Regions from separate parts of the Zea mays genome. Here region 1 is linked to region 2. Evidence: chromatin contacts called from public Hi-C data. All regions are on one chromosome and are shown on one strand. The core of a region is the stretch at or near the end of the contact, and the rest is flanking DNA. Distances in the headings are between cores, read along the strand shown.

Evidence for each region. Hi-C and Micro-C count contacts between places; a contact is called where the count stands out from the background.
Region 1: a contact with region 2 is called in a Hi-C map of ear, with 3 times the contacts expected there. The contact joins the promoter of LOC100501413 here to the enhancer-like site in region 2. A contact is called at or near these places in 3 of 25 Hi-C or Micro-C datasets (ear, leaf and tassel).

Annotation. Positions count from the first base shown.
Region 1 is chr3:114,820,756-114,827,959 of Zm-B73-REFERENCE-NAM-5.0, forward strand. It overlaps LOC100501413 (Cyclin-D5-1), which reads right to left and starts at 4,676. Exons shown (of 5, transcript NM_001196135.1): 1 at 4,185-4,676; 2 at 4,017-4,103; 3 at 3,623-3,926; 4 at 3,361-3,497; 5 at 2,409-3,215. The coding sequence starts at 4,493. The coding sequence ends at 3,003.
Region 2 is chr3:114,723,204-114,729,950 of Zm-B73-REFERENCE-NAM-5.0, forward strand. No RefSeq gene overlaps it. Among protein-coding and RNA genes, the nearest start is that of LOC103650247, 31 kb to the left of the region's middle. Within about 2 kb of position 2,603, at least 15 of the 20 cell types and tissues checked have an H3K27ac peak or open chromatin away from gene starts, as enhancers often do. A contact at or near this core is called in ear, leaf and tassel, where this site is marked.

The DNA.
Region 1 (7,204 bases), core at 3,426-5,925, 100 kb after region 2:
TGGGACATGTCTAGGGCGGTGTATGCGGCGGCGGCGCTTGTGGGCAGGAGAGCGGTGGCACTGTCGTCGGTGCTTGGGGCCGGCGGCTGCAGGGGTGCGTCGGCGGGCAAGAGCGACGGCTGAAGCAGGGGCAGCCGGCGGCTGGGTTGGGGACGGGTGGGGAGAGAGAAACTAGCCTAACTCTATACCGTGTAGAAAACCTTATTCCTAACTTAGGTTAAGAGTTGTGTTAATAGCCACATGTTGTTGGGTCTAGCCCATTACACAACGCTATTACTATAATTACAAGTGGCTAACTCAAAAACCCAAACGGTAAACATGTTGCACCAAACAAACAAACAAAAACTATTGGTGCTTTGCTAGGACCAGGGCGGCCGGCCATCCATCCAAATATCTAATGAGGTGGCCACTCACTTCTAGGTGGCCGCAGCTGCGCTACTCCTTTGAGCCAACTAAACTGAACCAAAGCTGTGTTTTTGACTGCATTGGTGACTGAGAAGCTGTGCAGGCTTGCTAACCCTTTTCTGGACCCATCTATTCACCCAACAACTGTATGCATATGCAGCTCTAGGTTCGGGCAGTCCAGATTCAGAACTCATCACAGGAGGCAGGCAGGCATGCAGGCATACTATATCCTTCCTCTCCACACTTTATTAGATCGATACAAGCTATCAGATGTGCGGCACATGCCATTGGTTTTCAAACATGCATTATTATTGTAGGTCACCTTTAGTTGCCCGACGCATGCCCATCTTAAAAGTATTGTACAGCTCGATTAGTTCAAGAAAAATCACCTAAACATGTTTGAGAATTAACAAAACCTTTTCAAGTTCGACCTCCAAACCAATCCCGAACCCCCCTAGCCCCAAGCCACCAGCTGGCCTACCTTCATGCGATGGAAACAGTACTGTTTGAGAGTAGCACAGAAGCATTTGTGACCAACTGTTCAGGCCCCCAGGGTTCAATGCATGCAAGGAACCACTTTCCTTAGCTTTATATAGCAACATTGGAGAAACAAAACAAAGCCATGAAGGCACATGAATGAGAGAGAGAGAGAAAGAGAAAGAGAGAAGGCTTGGCAATGCCATGTCTGCAGCAGGCAGCAGGTAGCATGCATGCTTGCAGACGGTGGTGGTGGAGGACTGGTGGCTGTGCTTCAGAAAGCCACTCCATTGCCCATGGGGGGGCAGCCGGGCAGGGCAGGCATTTTCATTGCCAGAGTGCAGTGGAAAAGCTCCTTTTACCAGCTGTAAGGCCGGGTGCAATGTAAGACCTGCATTAGATAGTGGATGAGGCCAGAAGACCAACTTTAGGGTCTAGGGTTTTATCACGGGGAGGGTGTGAGGGTGGGAAAAACAAAGGCAGTGGATGTAAAGATATCATCATTATTGTATCCATGAATGAAAGCTGTAATATTCTGGGCATCTGTGTGTGTGTGTTTATCTTTCTCTGTTTGTGCATGGTGGCATATTGGTAACCTTGTTCTTCCATTAGTTTGTGTTTCAATACTTGTCCATTCCTTTGCACCAACTTGGCAGTTGCCACCGAGCCAGAAACTTTTTTAGAAGAGGCTACACTAAACCGATACATTATATGAAACCCTTCTATATTATATGGTATATATTTAAAATTTTGGGAGGCTTCAGTGGGGTTCCATGGGCTCGAGCCGGTAGCCCGCCCCACCGCTATACCTCCTAATGTAATCCACATACACCTTGTGATATAGTATGAATCAATTGGTATTATATAGGACGGATACGGATTAACTACACCATTGGTCAAAAAATGTCACATGCTGCAGCTTCCAAACTTGCAAGTTGCTTCACTCGGTGTGTGAATGGTAAATATCAAGCTCTATCAGTAAAGTAACACCCCAACCAAATACATAAGTTAGAAGTCACATCACCATTGCTAATATTTGGGCAATTATTGGCATAAAGTGCTAACCTCAGTATCTATCCGGTACATTAATACTCCCATTCATATGCAACACTTGTCTTCTTTCCAACACAAGGCCACATTATAACGTGTTGTTGCATGCTTTGCTCAGCATCCACAATAATGGCCAAAAGGCCACACTGTACTTGCTGCAAATCATGGTTGACAATGCCTCTCTTTATGCACCGGCCATCACTTCCTTTACATGACTGTGGATTGTGCAAGTGCTGTGCAACAGTAGGGGGTTGGCCAAACATTCATCAGGCATGTGCTAAACTGGCTGCAATGCAACAGGGAAAGGGTTGCATTGGATCCTCCTTCCTGAATAAAAGCAGAACAAGAAGCACCGGCATGGCCCAGCCACAGCCAGAACTGAATCAATGGCACTGGAAACTTGCAGCAGTCAGCAGAACTGGTCAAGAAACCTACAGGGATGTTGTCACATAAATACACAGGCAGGCACACAGCTTGACGCAAAACGCAATCTGATTCCATTCCTCAGGAACAAGAGGGGGTTACACAAGTACACAGGGTTTGTTACAAATCGATGTAACCCTCGCAAGTGCAGAGTGAAACACCACTCTCACATCCACTTGCACAGGTGAAAAAGGGAAACATCTCCCTCTCTCGCTCACTCGTTCTATAAACAATGGCAAAACCCTCAACCTCTCAGTGTTGTTACCACTTGTTTTGCATCTTCTCTGCAGCAGCATCTCTCACCACATGCAATGCAACATTGCATCAACCTTTGAAGTAAAGTTCACTGAATGTGAAGTGTGCCCTGTTTGGGCGCTGGCATTGGGCTTATTAACCTAAGCTCTCCTCTCCATAGGAAAGCTCAGCCCTCTGCTTTGTTCATCTCTTCCACCTCTCACAAACCAAACCAATCAAATCTGACAACAGCCAATGCCAACCCATGGCAATGGCTCAAAGAACCTAAAAAAATATCTTCTTTTTCGCAAACATATAAGTTCAAAAAGAAGGGAAGAAAATGAAAGGGAAGATCAAACCAAGCCCCCCTAGACATCTGGCTAAAAACTGTGTCCCCGGTGGTGCTAGCTTTCTCAACTGATGCCCGTCAGCTCCAGCCTGATCCGCTTATTCCTGGCCGATACCGCCGTGGCAAAGGCGGCGGCGGTGTCCGTAACATCATCAACAAGAACAGAATGATATGTACTAGTGGCAATCTCGTTGGAGACTGAACATGGCAATGATCTCTTGCTACCTCTCCTGTTATTGTCCCCAACCATCATACTGTAGCAGGCATGTACATGTTCCTGGTCAAAGAAACCGACACATTCATTTATATAAAAAAATGGTATAGTGAAGTTTTCCTAATCCAAGGTTCATCGGGACTGAACATTCATATGGTCAAAATGCTACACAAGTACTACAAGATGGAAATGTAAGCAAGTGACTCACCTTCTCAATAAGACAAGATGGAGAAAGGTAGCTCATCTTGGAATCGAGTGCTTCTTTGGTCAGTAGAGGTCCATAGGTTGCAGCCAAGATTGCAGCTGCAGCCACAGTGGACGGCCTGTGATCAAGCACGCTACCAGCTGCACGAATAGTCCAACACCGAGCAGACCAGACAGTCAGAGCAATGCACGCAAGACAGATCACTAGGTGTCAGACAAGAGAGAGAGATTAATAAAAAAAAGATTCGATTTTGATGTGTATGAACCTTCAGCCGTGGCAAAGATGAAACCGATGGCCTTGTGGGCGACGTGGCCGCCGGCGCCGGCGCCGCCGTGCGGGTGGACCCGGGAGGAGAAGCAGGGGAGGAAGTCCAAGGGCGTGACGGCGCCCATGCGCCATCCGAGCGTGGACAGCACCAGCAGCTCCATCCGCCGGATGGACGCCGAGTCGAAATCGTAGCCGCCGGCGTGGAACTCCGACAGCGCCGGCACCTGGCACTCCTCCATCTTGGCGGCCACGGACACGCACGCCACGGACAGCAGCTGCGCCGCCCACGGCATCGCCTCCCTCTGCAGTTACCATTGCAATGCCTGGCGTGATTCGCGCGCCCCCAAAAGCAGAGGCTTTTTTTATAAAAAAAGGCGGCGCGGATAGAATACATCGACGCGTCGCCGGAGGAGGAAGCTATCGAAGTAGGCGATGGCGAGGTACGCCGTCCGGTGGCCGAAGCCGAAGCACCCGCGGGTCTGCAATAGCGAATGATGCAATCAGTTGCCACGCCAACCTGATGCCGTCAAGGAGCTAGAGCTAAGCTAATCGTGACTCACTTCAAGAATCCACTTGACGGCGGCGAGGCGAGCTTGCCGAAACCACTCCTCAGAGGCGAGCGAGGGGTATTCTTCGTCTCCTTCGCCGTCGCCGTCGCAGTCCGCGGCTGAGTCGGAGGAGGAGCAGAGGCTGGTCTCCTTAAACACCAGCTGCTCCAAATACTCCTCTTCCTCCTCTTCGCCGGCATTGTAGAGCGGGAGGAACTCGTCGTCGTCTACGACGCCGTTGCCGAGGTCGGCGCAGTCTTCCTCGCAGGTCAGCGAGAAACCGCGCTCCGACCAGTCATCCACCGCCGCCACCGGCATCATCTCGTCAGACGTGTCACCACGCTTATAGTCGATTAGTTACGGCGCACGTCGAGCAAGAAGCAAGAAGCCAAGAACCATGCGTGAGGGGCGCGAGCTCTGAAATATCTGATGGTATGGTGGTCGGCGGCGAGGTGGCGGCGGCGGCGACGACGGCGGCGGCCGTGGAAGAGGCCGACGTGATGGCGAGAGTGAGATGGCAACCGAAGCCTCCTCCGGTCCTCCCCTATTTAACTGGTTCCAGCATTTTAACCGCTCATGTTATCTGCTGCTTTAATCCACTTGCTTAGATTTTTACAATATTTTATTTTTATAGATTACAACGGCATCAGTTCAAACAGCTTTAATTTAGTGGCAGCGTAGTGTATTCGTTTGGCTTTAATCTATACTAGCTTTGTTGGAGACCAAAAGTGTCTCGCGGGTCCAGACAGTCCGCGGTGGTAGCGCGGACGGTCCGCGCGTGCGCAGAGTCAGTTATAGTTTCTAGTTTCTCGCGGGATTTGTTACCTAAAACCTCGGGATTAACTCGGAAATCAGTTTGAAGCGGATCCAGACCTCCCCTTTATATAGATGAAGGGCTACGGCCGATTAAACCCCCCAACAATCGAACAAATCAAGTCTATTTCTCGTTTTTCCCATACGCATTAGGAATAGTTCTAGTCTAGTTCTAGGTTAGCTTCTCAATCCTCAAATCCTCCGCTTCTCTTCGACTCTACGTCGATTAGAAGAGTCTAGGTCGGCCTGCCGAGCCTAGACAACTCCTAGGATCTCTCCTCCCCGACGGGATCCCTAGCTCCCGGGAGCGAGATCCAGGCGCCGTCGGCGACCTTTCGCCGCCCCCTGCGCACGCGCGGACCGTCCGGCCCTAGGGCACGGACCGTCCGGCCGTTAGGCAGGGAACGTCAGCCTCTGTTCCAGGTCGCGGACCGTCCGGTCCCTGGTCGCGGACCGTCCGCTCCTGTGCAGAGAGCACCGCCGCCGGTTCTTGTTGAGTGTTTGGCGCCCGAAAAAGGTGTCAACATACTTTTGGCGACTCCGCTGGGGAAAGGTGTTTAGATCTACTAAAAATCAGGCCCTCAAATGGCCGGTTCTAAAGATCACACTGATATCTCCCCGGACAATATCCTGAAGCCGGCTGTTGAAAGTCTGACGGCCGATGAGCAACAACAATACGATGACTACATGCGTCAAGCGAAGGAGAAATTCTTATCACAATACACAGTGGATCGCCACCAGAAAGTTGTCAAACATGGAGAGACCGACGTCGCATCTCTTCTATCTTCGCTTCAAGTCCCCAATGTAAGTACATCTGACGACATCCAATCTATTAAACAGTATGTAGATCATCAGCAGAATCAAATGAAACAACAGATTGGAGGGTTAGAAGAGTCAATTAGAAAATTAACACGTACATTGGAGAAGTCTGTTGCTCCTAGTTTTCCATCATATGAGACTAGTAATAGGATATCCATGTCTAATACATCGGCAACAAATGGGGATTTACAGCCCCAACCATTATATGGTATGCCGATGAACTCATATCCAGGGCAAGTACCACCACCGCCGTCCCTGCTTGGCAGATCGGCGCCCCTAAACATAGTCGGACCATCCGAGCTTCTGCCCGGACCGTCCGGCCCATATGCGGACCGTCCGGCTTGCTCTGCCGGACAGTCCGGGGCTGCCCTAGGACCGCCGCCGTCCCTGCTTTGCAGATCGGCTACCCTGGACGCGGTTGGACCGTCCGAGCTTCTACCCGGACCGTCCGAGCTTCTACCCGGACCGTCCGACCCTTATGCGGACCGTCCGGCTTTCTATGCCGGACAGTCCGAGGCCGTACCAGGACTACTGCGTGGCGCCCCAATAATGGCGAACACGACCGACCAGTTCAGATGTACCACCGTACAAACCGGATACACATATGCAGAACCTGCTGTTGCACACCATGCACCAAATTATTATACACCACAACAACAGTATGTTTCGCCCTCTACATATTTAAACCATAATGCACCATACAATCACAGACCGATCAACACTATCGATCGGTCACGACAAGAAAGTCGGTATACTAATGCCCGACCAAATGAGCCCCACGGCCCAGGATCCGGTGGTCTGCCACCGGGTGCAATGGAAAAAATTAGGGAAGAGATGACTGAACTATTTCGAGATAAGTTCGGAGTTAGTGTAGCCAGAGTAGGGCAATCATACCAAAAGCCATATAATCACCGGTTTGACATTGTCCCATATCCACAAGGGGCAAGGATACCAGAATTTTCTAAGTTTTCTGGTGAGAATGGGAGAAGCACACACGAACACATAGGCCAGTTCCTAGCACACCTAGGCGAATTGACCGATGGAGAAGCATTTCGTGTTCGTTTATTTTCTTTATCCCTTACTAGTACCGCTTTTGCATGGTATGCCGCCCTGCCTCCTAATTCCATTAATTCCTAGAATGAGTTAGAAAGTAAATTTCATGAACATTTCTTTGCCGGGGAATATGAATTAGGACTAGCTGACTTTGAGAGCACCTAGAGGGGGGGGTGAATAGGTGATCCTGTAAAACTTAAACTTATAGCCACAAAAACTTGTTAAGTGTTAGCACACTTATTGCCAAGTGGCTAGAGAGGAGTCTCAACAAAACACAATACCACAAGAGATCAAACACAGAGATGACACATTGGTTTATCCCGTGGTTCGGCCAAGACCAACGCTTG
Region 2 (6,747 bases), core at 1,353-3,852:
GGCGGACGGGCGACCCGCCGCGGCGTGCCCCTCCGCCGCCAGCGATGGCGGCTTTCGCCCCTTCGTGGCGCGCGGCGCCTCCACTGCCGGGTCCGCGGCCGCGGCCTCCACCTGCCCCTGTCGAGCGCGCTGTGTCCCTCGGCATGCAGGTACTTGCTCCACCGTCGAGGTCGAGACAGGGGCCGGGGCCAGGGCCGGCCTCCCCTTCTCCGCCAGGGTCGAGGCCATCAGCTGCGCCATCTGGACCGGTGGCGCTTCCAAACCCCGGATGGAGCCCACCGGCGGCCGGATCTGGACCCTCGTCGCCTCCAACTTTGCTCCTTTGCCTGCCGAAGGAGTACCGCTGCCGCCGCCATGAACCGGTGACCGGAGCTGGACGGTGTTGACTCTGGCAGAGCGGTTGAGGTCGTGGGGGAGGAGATTGAAGTCGTGGTGCGGCGCGCCGTCGTGGAGGCAGATTGAGGACGTGGGCAAATCTCTGCGTGCGGCGCGCCGTCGTGGAGGTAGAGGGTTTAGGGCTGCCGAAGAGGATGACAGGCGCTGTAGGCTGGGCTGCACAATGGGCCGCACCAACGGTTGGGCCACACGAACCACTGGGCTGCACGCAGGCACTGTTATGGGATTTATTTGATTAGTACCATACCGGCCACTGAGACAGATCAAACGTGGCTTATAAAGGTTGGTGTGGATTGTTTGTTGCTCAGACTAATTCCTCTGGTGCCGCACTAAGATGTATTTTTTGGCGCGAGGATGTACGTCCACGGTTGGGAGGCAGAACGGGTCGGATCGCCCTGGATGAAGCGAACGGTCCAGATTCACGGATGGCAGAACAAGAAAAGGCAGGCTACCCTTAGAGTCTTAATAAGTAGTATAGATTGTGTTTCGTTGTTCTTCGTCTAAAAATCAGCCCATGCAGCCCACACGATCGGCCTACCAAATTCCACGTGGACCATGTCCTAGGTCGTAGGGAAAGACCGCACCCGCTTAAGCTAAAAGCAACACAGTTAGCCCTATCGCACTCTCACTCGTAGGATCATATAGTCGGTTACCTTGCGACGGCTCATAACAATATCCACGTAAATTATCTAGCAAAAAATCTCAATTTTTTTATTGATTGTAATATTTTTTATGAACGCACAGGTACCATAGGTAGCAAATCAGAAACCCCCATCCCACGCCTCCCCACTTCCAAGGTTTCGTAGAGCAGAAGGGAAAGGGAAGATGCGAACATACATATTCGTTGCCGGAAAAGGACACGACAAAAAGACAGTGCATCTAGAGGCGACATAGGTAGTATACTTCTAAGATAGAGAGAGAGAGAGCACACAAGCGGAGAAAGAAGCCCAACCGAAGCAACTCCAAACCGAGAGGCGCCTGCACCAGGTGTCAATCCGAGAAGGGCGAGAGAATGTGAGTGTCTTTCCAGCCCTGGACCCGCCGAAGCGACACAACACCACCACCAACTCTGTAGCATATATGCCGACTTATGCCACGCTACGGGCCTTGGTTGTCTAATATCTCAGACCTGGACTCCTCTCGCCAAGATAACCTAAGTGTGCCAGGCACCATCATGTCCTCCTTGACGGCACGCATAGAGAAAGGCCAGGAGCATGACCGACTCGCCCCACACCCACGTCGATGAGCGTCGGTCGGCTCGCGCTGCGACCGTGGGCAGGGGCAGCAGGTTGGGGAGGAAGAAAATGGCGAAGGTCGGGAAGACGGACAGTACGTCCGACGACGGCGAAAACGATGATACGCACATGATGTGAAACGTCCTCGTGGATGTGCAATAGCCACTGCGTGAGTCGATATCGGGGCTGGTGTCGGACGAATACGGGGAGGAGGCGCATGCTCCTACGCCCTCTGCCGAGAATGGGGTGGCGCGCAGGTAGAGTCACGAGGGGAGAGAGAAAAGAAGTAGAATGACGAACGAGGTGGTGACAACTGAGGACCATCATTATCGTGCAGAAAGTATATATGGCCAAATGAACCGTGTCTGGCGAGACGAGCCGAGACACGACCCATTTAATAGTGCCTGGGCCAACCCGACATGAGCGTCGTGCGATGCTTGGGCTGTAGCCTCGGCCCGTAGTGCTGATCCAGCCCGACACGATTATTTTTTTATTTTAAAAAAATCATATATACATATGTAAAATTTATATTCAATATTATAAACACCTGAGCATGATGATCTTCTGGTGTAGCTTCGTCTAGTGTCTTCCACCTTTCTTATCATGGTGTGGTTATCTCACGCCGATTTTTAACATTTCACGCTAAGTATAGCATAGATTAGACGGTCATAATTCCTTCTCGTCAAGTTAAAAAGGCAAAAAAATCTACCTAAGGCACGAAAACCCCAAACCATTTCCACTCCCACTCCCTGACCCTCAACTCTCTCCTCGGGCGACCCTTCCTCCTGTGATCCTGTCACAGCCATTAGAGCGCAAGTATGGCATGGCATGTCATGTCACTCTGACCGAGTCAGATGAGATTGATTCAACAATAAATTCATCCCTTCTTAGGTTGAGATGAGCCTACCATCCATCCGTTCCTGGGCTGACAAATGGTTGTAGTTGCAGCCCATGGAGAGCAGGCCTGAGGAGTGGCGAGCGCGAGGACGAGGAGCCCATGCGTGCTTGAATCTGACGATATATGTTGATTTGGCGTGTGGTGTGGCACTGCTTCTGATGCTCCTGCATGCGTGCAGTCCTGCTTTTGCTTGGAGAAGGGATGGCGAGGAGAGAGGTTTGTAGGGCAGGCTGCGTGTGCTGCAGTAGCCGATCTCGAGGTTGACCAGACCAGCTGTGACCAGATCGGGAGACGCAGCACGCAGGCCGGCAGCCGGCAACGCCACGGCCTACTCAGATAATGCGCTCACAATATTTCACCAGCAGCAGACGGGGACACACGTCTCATCTCATCTCTCTCTCACTCTGCGGTATGGTCGGTGTGGTGCATTAGTGTATGATGCTGCAGCCACGCTGGAATAATTCTCAGTCAGCCTAATCACCTGGAGCTGGTTTTGGTTCAGATGAGCTCATTTTCTCCCCATCATGATCTTTTGGAGGAGATAAGTACGTGATTAGGGCTAGTTTGGAAACCCCAATTTTCCATTAAATTTTCATTTTCTCAAGAGAAATTAGTTCATTTTCCCTTGAAAAAATATAAATCACTTGGTAAAATGTAGTTTCTAAACTAGTTCTTAAAAATATTCCTGTTCCATTCACTGGCGTAAACTCTATACTGGATGCTTAGATAGAGGGGATATTTGAATGCACTATAGCTAGTTGCCTAAAAAATTGCTAATATAATTAGCTAGCTAACTAGTAGCTAATTTACTAAAAGTAGCTAATAGTCGAACTATTAGCTAATCTGTTTGAATGTTTTTAGCTAATTTTAACAGTTAATTATTAGCTCTATTGTATTAAAACACGATTATATGAGTATATGACATGTCAATAGCTGCATGCATATGACACCGCACGCCATGGCCCTCGCCATTGGCACCCAGTGCAATGCAAGGAGAGACGACGACAGCTCATCGCGCGCGTTCACAAGCAGTGCCTCTGCCTGCCTCCACGCAAAAACCAAGACACGCGATACAAAACAAAGCATGTGTTTCCTTGACCACATCAGGATCTGTGCGTGGGTTTTGTATGTGTGTGTGCGCGACTCTGTTGTCTTCATGCGATTGCATGGGAAGACGTATTTGTGCTGGCCTCTTTGTCTTTGTGCAGGCTTGTTCCCTAGTCTTTAGACCACATCCCCAAGACCCCCAACCCTCCGCCTCATGCATGCATAGTGGGCAACCAGGGCCACGCCCCTGCTGTTGGTGCTCATGCATGCTCACAGGCTTTCGGTTTACAGGGATACTCACAGGCACAGCTGTACAGACTCCAGCTGCCATACCTCGATCATTCTAAAATATCCCCTTCAGTTTCATGTATGCCATTCAGATTCAACCTGGTGCGTCCCATGTCAAGATGTAGAATCATACACGTACGCAATAAAACCACTGGAAACTAGAGATTTTCAGTAAGTTTAAGATTCATTTCTAGAGTCATCGATTTATCACATGGCGAAAATCTTGTATGATCTGAGTTGTTTTTTTAAACTACTGACGGTCACAATACATTCAAGTGTTGTAGGGGAAATTCTAACCCTAACTCAGGGTTCGAAATTGTATTAATAGCCACAGATTGTTGGGCATAGCCCATTACACAAGGGTAGTATTACTGTAATTTCAAGGGGCTAACCCCAAAACCCTAAACAGGTACTCTAACACACCCCCGCAGTTTCAACTCTATCATGTACAGATGTTGAGGCTGGATTAAAAATCGATGAATATACTCGACGACAACTCATTGGTGAATATGTCAGTGAACTGCAGCGTGGTGTGGACGCTGAGAACCCGAACGTCACCTGTAGTGACACGCTCGCGGATGAAGTGCAGGTCGATCTCCACGTGCATCGTACGCTGATGCTGCACAAGATTGGTGGAGAGGTAGACCGTGCTGACGTTATCGCAGCAGACGAGTGTGTCGCTCCTAGAGAAGCTGGCGCAACCTGTAGGCCTCTGCCACGTCGTTGACCACAGCGAGGTACTCAGCCTCTGCGCTGATGCGAGAGACGACGGGCTGCCGCTTGGCAGCCCAGGAGATGAGGTTGGCGCCCAAGAACACGACATAAGCGTAAGTGGACTGTCACGTACCTGGACAACCAGTCTAGTCAACATCGACGTAGACCACTAAAAGGGAAATGTGCCCTTGGGTCATTTCTATAAATATTTTGGTGATTAGATGCCCAACACACATTGTATTGAAGTGATGTGTGCCAAGTATTAAAGAGATACAAATAAAGAATAAAGGTAAGATCTAAACGTTTTATCAATAGTTTTATATGCTAAACACTCTTGTCCAAGTGCCAGGACCCAACTAAATAAGGCCAGAAGAGTCAGAGGAAAACAAACAAAGAAACGAAGAAAAAGGTGTTGACAGCGCAGCACCGGACGGTCCGGCGCCACTCACCGGACAGTTCGATGCACGGTCTACGCAACTCTGTGCTCTCGGGTTTTTCCTTAGCTACATCGGCTATAATTCATCGGACAGTCCGCTAGGTGCCGGACAGTCCGGTGCTCCAGCCGTGCAATGGCTATCTGCCACGTCGAGGGGAGCCAACGGTCACTTGGTGCACCGGACGGTCCGGTGCCGCACAGAAAAGGAAATCAGCCAATCAGGGGACTCTCTGTCATGTACTGTGCTCGTACTGTTCACTGTCCGGTGCGCCACCGGACAGTCCGGTGCACCGACGAACAGAAGGCAAGAATTGCCTGCCAAATGGAGTTCCAACGGCTTCTAGTTGCCTTGGGGCTATAAAAGGGACTCCTAGGTGTATGGAGCACTACACCAAGCCTCCATTGAACATTCTAAGACACCTAAACTCCGCAAACACGCATTCGGATCATCGTGTTTGAGATTTGAGCACTTCTTGAGTCATGAACTCTCTACGTCGTGTTTGTGTGCTCATCTCTTGACTTGTGTGCGTGGGATTGCTGTGATTCTAGTTCTTCCGTGTGTTTCTTTCCCTCCCTTACTCTTGTGCTTTATTGTGATCAACATTGTAAGGGCGAGAGGCTCCAACTTGTGAAGATTCCTCGTAAACGGGAAAAGACTAAAAAGGAAGAAAACTGTGGTACTCAAGGTTGATCATTGGATCACTCGAGAGGGATTGAGTGCAATCCTTGACCGAAGGAGGTCACCACAACGTGGAGTAGGCATTGGCCGAACCACATGATAAAAATCACTATTTCTCGTGTCTCTTTTCATTGTGATTGGTTTTCTTCTAAAGTTCTCGCTTTAGCAACTTGGTTTTAATCGTGCTAACATTTCATAACCAAGTTTGGGTTATTTAGTGTTGAATTTTACAGGATCACCTATTCACCCCTAGGTACTCTCAATTGGTATCAGAGCCATACTCTTCATTGACTCAGGCTACAAGAGCTACAGGCATTTTCGGCGGCTTCTGGCCGCCAAAAAAAACCGACCGAAAATAAGGCTTTATTTTCGGTGGCCAGGACCTGGCCGCCGAAAACAGCTTATTTTCGGCGGCTGTCTACCTGGCCGCCGAAAATAACAGATAATTTCCGGCGGCCACGTAGCCAGCCGCCGGAAATTAAAAACTGCCGAAAATAGTGTTCTTATTTTCGGCGGCCAGGGAGGCCGCCGAAAATTAATAATTTCAGAGAAAAAAAATTGAAAAAAATGCGAAAAATAACAGAATTTCATACAAAATTCATATAATAACATAAATTCCATACAATAACAGAAAATTCATACTTGAGTTCACAACATAAAATTTGAGTCCATACAAATATAAAGTCCACAAATAGTCCATACAAACATAAAATCCACAAATAGTTCATTACAACGCACGGTGCGGCACAAAGCTAACTTAATCACATATCGGGGTCGTTGGAGTTGTGTCCACTACCTCCAGAAGCCAAGAACTGGTTGACGAAGTCGTGTGACGAGTTTGGATCCTAAAGAAAAAAGAAGACATTAATAACGGCATTGGTTACATGTATAACGACTATTCAAACAAATTGTTTCTCAAACTAACCTCTCCTGCATAAGCTCCCTCCCCTGCATAAGCTCCTCCTGGTGCTGGTATGACCGGTGGTGGCGTGTTGTGGCCCATGACCCCGGATCCCTACAAAATCAAGTTTAGTAAAGATTTGAAATTAGGTTG